2 separate regions of the Mus musculus genome follow, and region 1 is linked to region 2. Evidence: chromatin contacts called from public Hi-C data. All regions are on one chromosome and are shown on one strand. The core of a region is the stretch at or near the end of the contact, and the rest is flanking DNA. Distances in the headings are between cores, read along the strand shown. Region 1 overlaps Slc4a4 (solute carrier family 4 (anion exchanger), member 4). Region 2 has its middle 33 kb from the start of Dck.

What was found. A called contact is a pair of places that touch in the nucleus more often than the background predicts.
Region 1: a contact with region 2 is called in a Hi-C map of liver, with 4 times the contacts expected there. The contact joins two enhancer-like sites. A contact is called at or near these places in 4 of 484 Hi-C or Micro-C datasets (all in liver), 2 of 115 datasets of contacts at active chromatin or transcription factors (hepatocytes and liver) and 1 of 9 other capture datasets (embryonic stem cells).

The regions. Positions count from the first base shown.
Region 1 is chr5:89,029,665-89,034,176 of GRCm38.p6, reverse strand. All of the region lies in intron 4 of Slc4a4 (solute carrier family 4 (anion exchanger), member 4), which reads right to left. Among named protein-coding and RNA genes, the nearest start is that of Slc4a4, 140 kb to the right of the region's middle. Within about 2 kb of position 1,271, at least 11 of the 459 cell types and tissues checked have an H3K27ac peak or open chromatin away from gene starts, as enhancers often do. A contact at or near this core is called in hepatocytes and liver, where this site is marked.
Region 2 is chr5:88,795,532-88,799,743 of GRCm38.p6, reverse strand. It overlaps a transcript of Slc4a4 not described here. Among named protein-coding and RNA genes, the nearest start is that of Dck, 33 kb to the right of the region's middle. Within about 2 kb of position 2,438, at least 8 of the 459 cell types and tissues checked have an H3K27ac peak or open chromatin away from gene starts, as enhancers often do. A contact at or near this core is called in hepatocytes and liver, where this site is marked.

The DNA of each region.
Region 1 (4,512 bases), core at 22-2,521, 240 kb before region 2:
TTTATTCCTATTCCTAGCTCATGCCTAACTTTAACATCCATTGCACTTCAACTTCCATTAATATTGAATGCTCTGATGAAGGTATAACATAGCTAACAGCACATGGGGACTCGGATATAATGCCTATCAAATGAGTCTACCACTCTACTTGTTCCAAGGATGGTTATACCAATATGCCCGTTTAAATTTCCTGTAGATAGTTTTCATCCCAGAGTCAGTACATGCTCTGTCTGCATGCCTCACACGTCAAGGACAAACTTGAAAAACAAAGCACCAACACTCCTCAATTCAAATCAACATCCATTAAAAAGAAGGCTAAGGCAGAAAGAACAAAGTTCAGACTATCCAAGCGCCAGACATTCTACAAAGGTGCTTTCGACCCATGTAATTATGTTTTTTTTTTTAAAAAACAGACACTTTCACTGTGGCATGAACTGAAAGCCAGCACCGACCCTTCACAATAACTATGAATAGCTCCACGGTTGCAATGGATTTCTGGCATTTTTTTTTCCTCTTGTTTCAGTACGTGACATGCTACAAGAAAATTAATCTTAAAAAGCTGACTTTTTAAAGGCTTGTGATTACAAAATAGTTGTACCCTTGGAGGGGCGGTTTATTGGGTGAATTTTATTTATTCCAAGGTCTTAGAAGAATAATGATAAAGTACTCTGCAGTTTAATACACTTTGAGTGGCTGCCAACCAAAGAGCACTTCGCTCACTTGTTGAAGAAACAGAAGGCCCACTGGGAATCACTGAATTTTGCAACTTTCCAATCATATGATTAAATATAATTAAGTAAAGGCAAGACCTCTAACTTTAAAACCTGCCAGCTCCATAGCGGAAAATCCTCATGACCTTTGTACTAGAATACAATCCAACTGTGTAAAACTACTGATGTAATAATAATTAATTTCTTGCTAATTAAAAAAATAGTTCATGATACATAAAAGAAGTCAATGCTAGTATGTACCTATATAGATAAATGCTATTTTAAGGAGAATTCATAAATTTCTAGATGAACTGCGATAAGTGTTGCATATAATTACCTAGATATAATGATGTCTAATTACAAGGGTGATCAGATTCCCTAAATAATCTACTTATAGGGAAAAAAGATAAATTTGGTCCAACAGGGAATTTTTCAGAGTAATCCACTAGAGAAAGCCAAAGATCTGTAGACTACAGAGACGGCAAACTCAGAGTGTAAAGGGCAAGCCGTTGTTCTGTGGCCCTGACCTGAAAACTGGTTTCCCAGAGGTGATCTGGGTCAGCATGCCCAACAGAAATACAAATAAACATTAGTTTGCGTCGTGTTCCTGGACATGACACACCGATGCCCTTTTCCTTTGTTGGCTAATGTTTCTGAGAACTTGTGACGGCTTGGTTTTCAGCAGGTTTGGCAGCACAGGTTGGATTACATAGTGTTGATGATCTTTTACATATATCCAGGCAATAGTGATGATGTTCAGCTCCGGACACTAAAAACCCACGAAGGGGAAACTGAGAGTAAGGAGATCATTTTGAAAGAGCTAATATCCTAACTCACCTGAAGAAGTAGAAGAAAGAAAACTCCATCCCTTCCTTATGATTTTGGGCCATCATCAAAGCAAGACTAAGGGCGACTCCTTAATCTCTGTGTGTTGGACACCTGAGAATTGATTCTAATAGGTTCCTGTTTTGCTTTGGTTTCAGTTTGATTTTGTGTTATTTCATTTTGGGACACAATCTCATATTCCAGCCTGGCATCAAACTCACTATGTAGCCATGAACTTCTGATACTCCTGACTCTATCTCTCAAGTACTGGGATTATAGTCACTCACGGGCCACCCAGCTCAGTTTACTTTAATGGATATTTAATGAAGAATATAGGCGTCTTCACCCATTGTAACTGATTCCATTTCATGACTGCAGTCTTCCTCAATGTTGTTTTTTGCTAACAATGACAGATTCTGAAAGTACCCTTTAAAAAGACTAGCACTGTCTCTCCATCAGTCAGACACCCTCATCCAACATGAAAAGTCTACCCTGCACAGTCGTCAGCTCGTGCACTATTTTGGAAAAACAAAAAACAAACACAGAAAAATTCAAAGTTCTACCTTACCTTATAGGAACAAAAAAACAGAAAAAAAATATGCAGAAGAAGCGAACAAAGTTGACCACCACTTTAAATCCCACTTAAGTAAGGCTTCTCTTGCTGATAATATGTTATTCCTGCTATCTGAGAACCAAAGGGACCATCTCCTCTATTACTGAAAGCATTTTCATTGTTTGAGTAGAAACAAACAAAAATTCTCAAAGTGGGACTCAAACCACAGTAATGCCAAAGCTGGTTGTAGAATATTCTTAGTTAAATAAAAGCATCAGTCAACTGAAAAGTACAAGACCTTAAAGGGGAAAAAAGAATGGCATTGGGTCTAGGCCCACACTAGAAACCACATCTAATTTGACAAGTCTAGAGTGTTTGTTCTCTTTAGAATAAAACTGTCTACCAGCACCAGTGCTTCAGGGAATGCATGTCCCTCAGTGGTAAGGCTTTTGTTTAGCATGTGTGAGACCCGGGTTCCCAGCACCCTGTTACACACAGCCCAAACATGTCTATCCACTGGGATTTTCAGAGGAGAGAAAATAAATTCAAATATGTTTGCTAGGTGGAGAAAAAGGGAAATTCATGCCATACCACCACATATGAGATAAATCTCTGTCATGAACTTCATTTTATTCATCTGGGAGGTTTGAGACCTTTTAATAGGGGGTTGGTAATTTCATCATGACTGGAAAAATCCACATCACAGATAGAAGTCAAATGTCACTACACAGAAGATTCAGTGTATGTCACAAGTACAGATCACTGGAGATCTAAATATCCCCAGAAGCATAGACACTGTCAAACCTTTCCACAGAAATAAGGGACAGCACACTGAGAAACAAGGTTTCGTTTCTCTGCGCATTCACTGTCTCACCCCTGTTCCTTGAGTATGGCTGTGCAGCACATAGTTCTAAGCATAAGAAATGGGCTGCTGAACAAGGTAAGTGTAAACCCTGCCCACACAGAGATTTAGTTCTATTAGGAAGCAGGATAGCAAGGTAGATAATATGCTAGATAGTGAGAAGTGCAAAGGTCAAAATAGAATAGAGGATCTGGGATAAGAGGTAAAGGCGGATGTTTCAACTCAAAAGTCTGGTGATAGACGAGCAAGTCATGTAGGTAAGTTGGGGGGTGTCTGTGGCACAAGGGAGTGGCAAGTACAGAGTCCCTTAAAGACTAGAACAGCTATACACTGGAGCTCTAGCAGGATGGACTAGAGAAAGAGACAGAAGGCTATTCCAGTAACTCAGGGTGAAGGGTCTATAACAAAATAAATGCACATATAAGGAGCAATTCATTGGAGGTTTTTCTAGTCATCTAGGTAAGAGATGGTGAGATCCTCAACCAGACCTGAGGCAGTATTGGACAAGAAATGTGGTGAGATGCTGGAATCCCAAAAGTATTGCAGAGAGATTTCAGACAAGAGGTGTAAGTAAAGTAGAAAGCAAGGAAGACTCGGGTGTTCTGGCTGGAGGATCCAAGAGAATGAAATTACATAAGAGATGGAGAAATCCGTAGGAAGAGCAGGTCTGGATATATTAATTATACGACTGCTAATAGCCCTCCAATTATTCCATGCCAATTAAATAAGGAAGGAAGTGCAGAGATAGGAGTTCAGATGCCATCTGCAGAGTCATGAAAACGTTTGAAATCTGAAGTGTGGTCCTCCTCTGAGCTTTAGCATTGATGAGCTAGGTTACTTCCAGTCTGCCCCACCCAGCAGAAAGAGATTGTAGCTATTATGTTCAAAGCACTTATTTTGTATCAAAATTTATTCATATATAAGGTTGAAAATGTCATAATAAAAACTATTAATTTGTATGTTAACTAAAATCTCAAAAGATAGTTATTCTCAAAGCAAGTGTCTCTCCACAAGTAACATTCAATACACATTTATGAGAATCTTTTATGGCCCTGGCACTTCAAGCATGGTGCCCTGCCTCTGACTTTGAATGAACTCATATAAGGAAAACAATAATATCAGAAATGTAGTTAATAATTGTAATAATCCCTAAACAGATATTATTTCAAGGTTTTTTCCCTGTAAAGCTTCCCAACGCCCTTCCTCTATAGAACAGTCCCTCTGGGATTGCATCGCCAAAATGGTACATAACTTTCTTAAAACATACTTTAAAGATAGTAAAGAACATAAGGTTATCTTTGTCTTTATAATCCCATATGACCAAGTACTGCAACTCAGTCCTGTGATAGCAGTACTGAAAAGCCTGAGGCAGGAGAATCACCATGAGTTCAAGGCCAGCCTGAGCTACAGAGTGACTCTTGGCATCCTCCATGGACCAAAATGAATCAAAACTAGAAATATCGTCAGCATTTCATTCAACACTGAGTTGCATGCTCAGTGAACTGTCACTTCTTCAGCTCGCTGAGACCAGGGATCATGTAAATTAAAGGGTAATCTACATT
Region 2 (4,212 bases), core at 1,189-3,688:
AGAGGCTGTATCTTTGACTCAGAAGTTCCGCATCTATGAATTTATCATATACAACAGATAATGGAGAGCGGTGAGAAGAGGGGTGTGTGTGTGTGTGTGTGTGTGTGTGTGTGTGTGTGTGTGTCAGTGTGTGTGCCTCTGTATGTGTCTGTGTGCCTGTGTGTGTGTCTGTGTATATGTGTGAGTGTATGTGTAAGTGTATGTATGTGTGAGTGTGTGTGTATATATGTGATAGAATGAGTGTACATGAGTATGTGTGAATGAGTGTGTGTGAATGAGTGTGTGTGAATGTGTGTGAGAAAGTGTGCATGAGTATGTATTTATGCGTGTGAGTGTATATATTTGTGAGTGACTGTGTGAGTGTGTATTCTGAGTCAGTGTGTGTGTGTGTCTGTGTGCACACATGTGTATGTATTCAGAAGTATCTGAAATACCAAAATAGAACAAGTGGGATACATGTATAAAATTCAATCACATACATACAGCCTTTCAAGGGTAAGACAAACCCACATAGTTTGAAATGATCTCTTAGAGTAATGTGCAGTTACATGGAGAAACAGTGAGCTGCGAATACTGTCATTGGTTATGCTTTGTGTTTGTGGGGGAAGGCTTATACTCATGAATCTTTTGGGTAGGCAACAATGACCAGGAAATTAAGAAGAGATAGTTGATGTTATAGTATGTCCATTTATGGATTTTCTGTTTTATGAAATATGCATATAGTTTCTATTCAATAGTATAGAAAATAGCATTTTGATACGTTAAAAGTAATCACTGTTTGTTGAAATGCCTTTACTGAGCCCCAAACTATGGAAATTGAGGAAATGTGTTTCTTATATTGTTGGATGAGAACATTAAAATCTAGGTGCCAGTCATGTCATTCTACCAAAATTTAACAACATAAACCAGTTACTTTGGAATTTCTATTCGCTCTTTGAGAATTCTATACATGCCTACAAGGTATCTTGCTCATATCCATTCCCACCCATTTCTTCTCTTAGTCCCTTTTCCCCATGAGCTACCTATTTACAGACTGCCTGAAACTTACTCAGCAACCGAGGCAGCAAAAGAAAGCTGTTCATAGCGTAGACAGATCTGTTTATTAAAGATTTCTCAGAACTTTGGCTCTCAGCCTCTTACCCCATACTACACCAAAGCTCAGAGGCCACTCTGTAGCCTGGTCTCTATGGTCCCTTTTTCAGTCGTTCTGACTTGAGTGGGATTTTTTTTCTCTGTTTATGAAAGTATTCGGTAATTGTTTTACATTCTACTCAGAACTTTGGTTGCTTTTTAGTACAACTGGGAAGCCCAAATATCTTCCTCATCATATTGCTAGAAATCAAACTTGTAAGACGGTATCCCTCTTCCATGTTAATCTTAAAAAACAGTCTTTGGCCAGGCAGTGGTGGCATACACCTTTAATCCCAGCACTCAGGAGGCAGAGGCAGGCTGATTTCTGAGTTCAAGGCCAGCCTGGTCTACAAAGTGAGTTCCAGGACAGCCAGGGGTACACAGAGAAACCCTGTCTCGGGGGCCGGGGGGGGCAGGGGGGGATCCAGTCTTTCTCTATGTGGGCTCAGAGTAGTATTATAGTTCCCTTTGCATTGGCGATTGGTCATACAACTTACTTTGCCCAATAAAATGAAAAGAAAAAGATCTATGTCACTTTTGGAACAAAACAAGACTCAAGTGGTAAAGGCAGCTGACCAGGGTTCGATTCTCAGGGTCCATGAGGTAGAAGGAAAGAAGTAACTCCAAGTTGTCCTCTGACCTCGGTTCACATGCCGGGGTACTCACCTGTCCCACCCAACTCCAAAATATATGTGTAAATGTAATTTTTAGATGTTCAATAAAAAAAAAGTGTGGTGATCCTAACACCACCAAGTTACAGTGACAAAACTCAGCATCGTGGCTTTTCTGGTAGCTCACTGTTCCCAGGAAGGTGCCCTTGGGTACCTGTATGGTACTAAAATTATTCTGCTGAGTTATTGTTTGTGTGTGTGTGTGTGTGTGTGTGTGTGTAAAATCTGTTTTATATTCATAGTGCTTGGTTTCATTTGGTTTGTTTTTTGTTTCGTTTTATTTTGGGTTTTGGGTGGTTTTTTTTTTTTTTGAGACAGGGTCTCACTATGTGGCCCAAGATGACATCAAACTCTGGATCCCTGTTCCTCTGCCTCCAAGTACTGGATTTTGAGCATGCACGTACCACCAATCTCAGCTTAAATTCACAATCGTTATATAAATTATAACTCCACTGTTAAAAAGCTAGCCTAGGATTTCTTTTTATCCAGCCGCAACCTACTTGGGCCTACATTATCCACATTCCTCTCCTTCTCTCCCCCACAAGCTCAGAAAATTCCAGCGCCAGACAACACAAACGCAAAGTCACAAGGAAAGCAGAAACACAAATATTTTTAACTAGTGGGAAGATCAAAGAAAAGTCAATAATGAACTGTGGCTTCATCAAACATTTACAGAGAGCACTAAGACACCGAACAAAAGAACCAGTGGCCGAAATGTATATTAGGAAGCATTGTATTTGATTTAGAGCAATTTCTTCTCAAATTTGCAATTGGCCTTTAAGTCATTTAAGTGTAACATTATGTTAAGAAATTACAATGAAAGTTTGGTTCATTGTGGTCTCAGGGAACTGAAATCTGCTTGGAACACATGTCTGAAGTTAGGAAGACATATTCTTTCCTTTTTGTGACCTCTATGTGTTAAAGCAGCTGCCAAGCAGGCTGACAACACCCAGAAAATGCATTTATGTTCCTTTGCACACCAAATGTGCTTGTTGCTGTCAGAAACAGACATTCCTCATCCACATCGCAACCCGGATCGCTCTCCTCTCAACAGAAGTGGACCGCAGGGAGGGTAAAGAGCAAAGGAAAGTCAGGCCAACAGTGGCCTAAGTCAACGACCTCTGGGGAAAGCCCTTTAGATCCTCCTGCCAGAAGCTGCAGTCCAAGGACTGCGGGAAAGCCAGGTTACTGGTAGACAAGCTGCTTCCGAGAGGGCCAGTGGCAGAGCAGAAGGACCTGCCTCAAATCCAAGATCATCCTGCAGTGGACTGCGTGGACAGTCTGCTGAATGAGTTCGCAGCGATACGAAACCATCAATAAATCAGACACCAAAGGGGGGGGGGGAGAACTTGATAGTATTAATAGCAATTATTCCCAAGTTTGTTAACAGCTTTCTTGAAGGAAAAATGACAAAGAAAATGTAGAAATTATCCCAGCCCTTCTGAGGTGTATCTCTCTGGAGTCGTTTCTGTCATGAAAGACTCTTAGAAATCTTTAAACCTTTTTCCGTCTCACTGTGGGGAGGCGCGAGTCCTCTAGAGGGAGGCAGCTGTGAGATTGGAGCAAAGCAAAGCACTTGTATCTAGGGTATCTCATTTTAAAAAAAACAATGCCTTTCACTGGCTATAAATCAGGCGACAATGCCTATCTTAGAAGTTTATTAGAGAGAATACAGATGTTTTTCACCCTGTAACCATTTACGTAGATAAAGTTGTGAGAGAGGCAGTGTTTCCAGGTGGGAAGAAAAAGGCTTTCCATTCCGAGATTCTGGCTCAAACAAATCAAAGCAGTGTCACTTCACCAAGTGAAGTCCTTTGAACCTCAGTGGCCCTATTTAGACTGTTACCAGGATTAAATATTAACATCTGTGAAGGCCGACTCACTTCACAGATACTCAGTAGATGACAATTACCTTCAGAGTCTTCTACTTTCTCATTATTCCCCTTTCATTTATGGAGTTAACAAAAACTGATTACCCGTTATTGACTTATGGTAAAATGGTAACAAAAACCTATAAGCCCCATCTTCATGGAGTTTGCATCAGTAGAGAACACACACATAGGAGAAAAAAAAAAAAAAAACAGAAACAACAATAATGAAAATAGGCCAGCACAGCACAATTTTATAATGTGTGGCAAGAAGGAGCGTATTTGGTGCTGTGGTTAACACAGAAGAGAGACACTTCATTCAGCCTTAGGCCAGAGTTTCGTGGAGAAAACTACAGCTGAAAACTGAGGGAGGAGTTGGAGTCTGCTAATGAAGCGCAGGAGGTCAGGAAATATTTTCAAAGGCCCAGAACTGGGGGAAATTGGGTTTGTCCCTTGTTCTGGGATACAGCAAATTCTCCTTTACATCTTTCTGGGTTTGCCCCAGATCATAAGTATCATGGTGCATAGCCTTCCCACTGACC